2 separate regions of the Macaca mulatta genome follow, and region 1 is linked to region 2. The links are chromatin contacts, called in public Hi-C maps. All regions are on one chromosome and are shown on one strand. The core of a region is the stretch at or near the end of the contact, and the rest is flanking DNA. Distances in the headings are between cores, read along the strand shown.

What was found. Hi-C and Micro-C count contacts between places; a contact is called where the count stands out from the background.
Region 1: a contact with region 2 is called in a Hi-C map of cortical neurons, with 5 times the contacts expected there. The contact joins the enhancer-like site here to the promoter of PSMD6 in region 2. A contact is called at or near these places in 6 of 14 Hi-C or Micro-C datasets (blood, cortical neurons, fetal cortex germinal zone and 3 more).

What each region holds. Positions count from the first base shown.
Region 1 is chr2:127,964,889-127,968,221 of T2T-MMU8v2.0, reverse strand. It overlaps a transcript of PRICKLE2 not described here. Among named protein-coding and RNA genes, the nearest start is that of PRICKLE2, 180 kb to the right of the region's middle. Within about 2 kb of position 1,566, at least 7 of the 40 cell types and tissues checked have an H3K27ac peak or open chromatin away from gene starts, as enhancers often do. A contact at or near this core is called in cortical neurons, where this site is marked.
Region 2 is chr2:127,581,343-127,584,237 of T2T-MMU8v2.0, reverse strand. PSMD6 (proteasome 26S subunit, non-ATPase 6) reads left to right here and starts at 1,610. Exons shown (of 8, transcript NM_001266757.1): 1 at 1,610-1,779; 2 at 2,527-2,732. The coding sequence starts at 1,635.

The sequences.
Region 1 (3,333 bases), core at 317-2,816, 380 kb before region 2:
CTGGCATTCTACTCAAGGTGCCTAGCCCCAGTGTGAGCAGGACAGAAAGGACATGACTTTCCAAGTTCTAGTTGGTTTCAGTTTTTTAATGCCTCTGGTGGTGTGGGCTTCTTGCCATGCTAAGTGAGATGTTAGTGTTTAAAGATACATATTGTTTTCATGCACTGTGGCCCTTTAGTGCAAGCCAGCAACTTTCTCTAGTTTTCAACTGAAGCAGTAGTATCTGTTTCAACATTGGAGAAAAACCTGCTGGGATAGACCAGGAGAGGTGGTTATCACTCTCCAAGATGGCATAAATGGATCATGAGGAATATTGATAAAATCAGTTCTGGAATGGATCGTTAAGGGGAATGTTCACTCTACACCAGAGTTTCTGAACCTCAGCACTGTTGACACTTTGAGTCAGATAATTCTTATTGTGGAAGCATTCCTGTGCATTGTAGAACATTTAGCAGCTTCCTGGATCTCTACCCACTAGATGCTGGTTGTGACAACCAAAAATATCTTCAGATGTTGCCCCATGTCCCTTGGGGGCAAATTGCCCCTGGTTGATCACTCTGTACTTGATCTGACATTGTGTGCTAACTTTAAAACCTAAGCCCTACCTAAGCTATAGCTCTAGTCCATATTTATGAGACTCCTGTAAAGCTGCCATAGATGTGGTGATTGGGGCTTACAGAAATACCATGCCTTGACACTGGGGAGGAAGAGACAGGTAGAATCTACCTGTGACATTCCCTTAAAGCATTCATTCATTAAATATTTACTGAGTGCATGTGCAAGGCACTGAACGAAGGACTGGGTGCAGCAGGGGAAGGTGGAGATTTAGTCCCTGCCCTCATGAAGCTTCTACTCCACTTCTTTGTGCTCATGAAGCATCTAATTATAGATTAAATAAATTGCAGCAGGTGCTATAGGGAAGGTCAAGATGGCCTGAGCAAGCTGGTGGGGGAGGGGGGCAGAGAAAGTGCCATTGAACGTGAGAAGTGAAAGGTGACCAGGTGATGGGGTGGGGGGAGCATGAGTGTCCCTGGCAGAGGCGACAGCAGGTGCAAAGGCCCTGAAGCAGGAAGCCTCTTACCACATTTGATGGGCCAAAAACCAGGGTGGCCACCTCGTAGGAAACAAGGCAGAGAAAGAGATGAGGTGGAGCAGGATGCCCCCGGACCAGACTGTCATGGATATTAAGGATTTTATCCTAAGAACAGTGGGAAGCTGTTGAATGCTTTTACACAGGGGAGTGACATGATTCGATTTGTGCTTTAGAAAGATCCATCTGTCACCGTCTAGGTCCAGAAAGTGCAGGTTTCTCTCCAGGCCATGAGAGATTGATTTTGTCCCCTGCTGGGCAACTCTGATATGGAGTCTTTTGAGGTTACCACTACCATTAGTGCCTGTACCCATCCTCCAACCATCCCAATTTTGGAACCTTTTAAAACTTTAAATAAAAGAAGCAATTTCAGTCCGTGTTCTACCTTTGTTCTCCTTCTTTAAACCGTGATTGAAGCTGGGCTTGGATATCTTTGAAACCCCAGAGAAGAAAATGATTTCCATAGCAGCTGTAACCATGGGAAACCTTCAAAATAGCTTCCGTTCCTATATTCCACTCTGCTCCTTTCCCTTCTCTATTGGTTGACTAGAAATGAGGGCTGGCATTTTTGGTCTTCTTTTTGTCCAAATATGTGTATATGACAGTCTTCTTTTCACTTCCACATCTATCTTATCATAGCTTGAAAATCAAAGGCTGGCATATTTGGGGAGGAAAAGAAAAGAGAAGCTTCTAGGATGCCTTCATTTGTTCATCAAATAGAGGAACTCAAGTGGAATGTTGATTTAGAAGATGAGATCTCAGGTTTATTTTCCTGCTGTTTGTTTCTTCCCAGGTCACATGATAGAACCAAGTACATCATCTTTGAGACATATAAAAATCAAAGGGTTTTTTTTTGTTTTGTTTTGTTTCTCCGGAGACACTTATAAGTGGTTTTCATCAGTTTCCCTTCCATTCTGCTCTCACATGCTCTTGGTAATGAGCCATAGTCAGGTCAGAGAGATGCTCAGAATTCTTCCAGAAACACATAATTCCCCTTTGGAGAATTTCTGTTGTAAAAATCATCACAATTTGTGAGCTGAATGTCTGATCCAGTGCAAATACCTCTGATGGGTACAGGGCAAAAGTGGGCTACTCAGTGTTTCTCTTGATGGACAGATTTTAATGAAATGAGGGCATGACAAGGAATCTGAAGTTATTGCTATAGAAGTTAATAAAGAGATGGGAACATATGAGGATACTGTTTGCTTCTGGAATTTAGCCAGGCCACTGGGAGAGGCTCAGGAGGAAAACTGAGAAGGGAAATATGAAGTTCAGGCAAGTCTGTTACATGCATTCTCATTTCCACAATGTTTGAGAACCATGTCAAGAAATGCATTGCGTAAGTTAAACCAGCTGCCAGCAGCTTTTGTATTCAGCACTTTCCTGGGTCACCAGATAGCAGGGTAACTTCTCCAAGATCTCTCTGTGTTATAGAAAACTAGAGGAATTTTCTTCATGCCACATCCTTATCCTAACAGGGCAGCATCCTTTTGTCTCCAGAACTCACTGTATAAAAAGAAGTAACAACTATTGTTGGGTTGTGCTTATCTTCATTGTTGCATGTTTGGGTTTATGTTTTCAAACAAGGGACAGAGGACCTGGCCATCAGTCAGAATCATGATGCTGGCATTTAAGAGATTCATTCTGGCTCAAGAGCTTGGCCTGGCCTTCCAGAGCTTTCCCATTGACACCCATGTGCCTGATTAGAGTACACTTGTAAAAATTAAATAAGATGACCTATGCAGTGTGCCTCACATATGCTCCATAAACGTCAGTTCACATCTCTTGTTAAACTTTTATAAGGTTGATCTTAAGAGACGACAATTGAGTCTAAGTGAACCATCTGGGGGGTGAGCATGTTGATATATCTTCCACAGCTTTAGTTTTCCATGAAGCACGTAGGATATAGTCAAATGAAGAGACAGGATGGTACTGATAGTTTCTTTAGTCTCTTGCTTGCTTGCAGTTAAGCTAGTTAGCCTGAATGCAGTCCTTCTCTCATAACGGTCTCCAGAGTGACTCTGTTAGACAGCTCACCTGGCTAGCATGCTGTGGCCTCCTTGAGGTCTCTAAAGTTGGCTGTCACCACCTGAGATACTGGTGCCTCAAGCTTAGAAAACTCACTTTACCAAAGTCAGCCTTCGTGAACTTGTTATTCCTGGTAGGAAAGTCACTAGTCTTTAAATAACAATTGCCTCTGTTACTTTTAGATTATATTTTGGCTCATTAAATTTTTTTCAGTA
Region 2 (2,895 bases), core at 361-2,860:
TTTAAAGAAGCTATGCTTCTCTAGAATGTAAGTTCCAAAGACAGGGCTTTGTGCTCTTCACTGCTGAGTCCTTGAGGCCTAAGACAGTGCATGGTACTTTGTAACCATGCAACCATGTTTGTTGAATGACTAAATGAAAGATGTTTAGAAAGTTTTTCACCAAAAGTTTAGCAGTGGTGGAGAGCTATTTAATAGTAAATTTTTTTACTCTTCATATATTCTCTATCATTTGAGTTGTCTTCAAAATGCTTGTTTCATTTTTATAGAAACAAATAATACATTTAAATCATGTGATGATGCCTGCTGCCTTTGAGATGTGGCAGTCTCACCTGTTTCGGCGGCTATGTAAACTGGTTCAGCTCTTTTGGAAAACCATTTAACATTAAATATCCCCAAGTCACAAAATCCTTCTTTCCTTAGTCCATTATTCCTTCTTGGGAATTTATGTTAAGGAAAAAGATGCAAAACATGAAGTCATCTAGACATCCAAAGTCTTCATCTAAGTTTTTATATTACGTAAGTAAAAACTCTAGTCAACCTTAAAGATACCTCTAAGAGAGGGAAGAGTGAAAGTAAATTACGGTAAATCCATTAGATGGAATTTAGGCCAGGCAGGGTGGCTCACACCTGTAATCCCAGCACTTTGGGAGGCTGAGGCGGGCGGATCATTTAAGGTCAGAAGGTCAAGACCAGCCTGGCCAACATGGTGAAACCTCGTCTCTATTAAAAATACAAAAATTAGCCAGGCGTGGTGGTGCTGGCAGGCAGCACCTCGATTGAAGCTAGGAGGCAGAGGTTGCAGTGAGCCAAGATTGTGCCACTGCACTCCAGCCTGGGTGACAGAGCAAGACTCCGTTTCAAAAAAACAAAACAAAACGGAATTTAATGTAACCATGACCAACTCTGAAGATCTACAGCAATATAAACAAAAGGAGGCTGAAAATGCAGGCATGTAATGATTTGATTTAATTTATATGTAAACAAAACGACCATGCTGTTGTACTATGACGCAGAATCCTGGGTGCAGTTTTTTTCTTCTAAAAACTGCAGAAAGAATGTGGATTTTAGAGTTCTAGATAGGGGTTTTCATTTAGGCCTTGCAACACGGCTGTTACATGACCTTGGTTGATCAGTTTCCCTAACCTCTTTGTGCCTCAGTTGTCTTACCTACTAAATAGGCTAATAGTACTACCTCGCAGCATGAAGATGATTTTAATGAGATGCGTAAGAGTAACGACTCGACAAACTATGGTGATTTTTTATTGATGCTGTTATTACATTTTCATTTTTCAAAAAATTTTAAGGTCCCATCAGTTACAAACAGAAAGTAAAATAGCTAAAAAGGGAGTGAGAAAGAGATTCAAGAAATTGGGCTTTTGAGTTGGGCCGCACCCACTCTGCGACTCCGCCGGGGCCTTGAGCGTGGAAAAGCCCGCGGTGACCACACTGGGGCGCAGGCGCCCAGGCCGGGCGAGGCGTTCCCGGAGGTGTCCAGCAGAGGACGCTGCCGGCGGAGACGGAGCCGGAAGTCGGGCCGGAGGCGGCCGGGCGTATTCGCCGACTCCTCCCGCTTCCGCTGCCGTAGCCGGTCGGAACCGAGTTGTCTCCTGTCAGCCCCTGTTCCCATCGCCGCGATGCCGCTGGAGAACCTGGAGGAGGAGGGTCTGCCCAAGAACCCCGACTTGCGCATCGCGCAGCTGCGCTTCCTGCTCAGCCTGCCCGAGCACCGCGGAGACGCTGCCGTGCGCGACGAGCTGATGGCGGCCGTCCGCGATAACAGTGAGGCCCGCACGAGCGCCGAGTCAGCGGCCTAGGCCTGGGCCGTCCCCGCGTTCCGGAGCCTACGGGGACTTTTTTTGATGGAGCTCCAGACCCCGGGGCGTCCCTCTGACGGGGTCTCCGAGACCAGGCCTGGCTTCTCCGGTCCTTAGGGTTTTGCTTTGGTTTGGGGATACCCTGGGGGACCTCGCCTTATCTCGGAGCGGTTGGCATCTCTGTGCGGCCTTCCCCTGTAAGGGCAGCTTGGAGGAGAGTCGTGAGGCATTAATATTTATCCCTGTGCTAGGCACAGAGTAAAGGCCCCGTGACTTACTGTCATTCGGGACTGCTCCCGGGCGCGGGGTATTCCAGCAGGAGAGTTCAGCTTGCCTGTGGAAGGAAATTTGGGTTCGGTTCTTTTTGGCCCTTCTATAGTGAATGTGAGTGTTTGAACATATGTGTGTATAAAAAGTCTTTCCCTGTTTGAAGACTTTTGGAACAGAATCCGGCAAGAGCAAACCGAGGATTGCCCTCCCTCCAGCCCTAGTAGAGGTTGGCAGTGCCAGGATTGGCCCTCACGCAAACCTCCCACCAGCATACGTTTCATGTTTTGCCAAGTCGATTATTAAGCGCCATCCCTTGCCTTCCTGTTAGTGGGGAAGAGACTGGTGGATGACTTATTGGGGGTCGGGGGGTGAAAGACTTGGGCCGACTTTGACTTGAGGGCACAAGTGTCCCCACTCACACATCCCTCTTTTTGCATGTCAGACATGGCTCCTTACTATGAAGCCTTGTGCAGATCCCTCGACTGGCAGATAGACGTGGACCTACTCAATAAAATGAAGAAGGCAAATGAAGACGAGTTGAAGCGTTTGGATGAGGAGCTGGAAGATGCAGAGAAGAATCTAGGAGAGAGCGAAATTCGCGATGCAATGATGGCAAAGGCCGAGTACCTCTGCCGGATAGGTGACAAAGTGAGTGGAGATGGTTTCCCCTCTCTGTAGTTAGTGTGGGCTAAAATTGGGGACTATTCCAGATAATCGTTTCTCATTAAAAAAATTAACTTCGTTTTAGAAAAAGTATAAAGGTAATCATGCTTGCTTATACTAGTGAATCAATGTAAAGATGAAAAAGTCT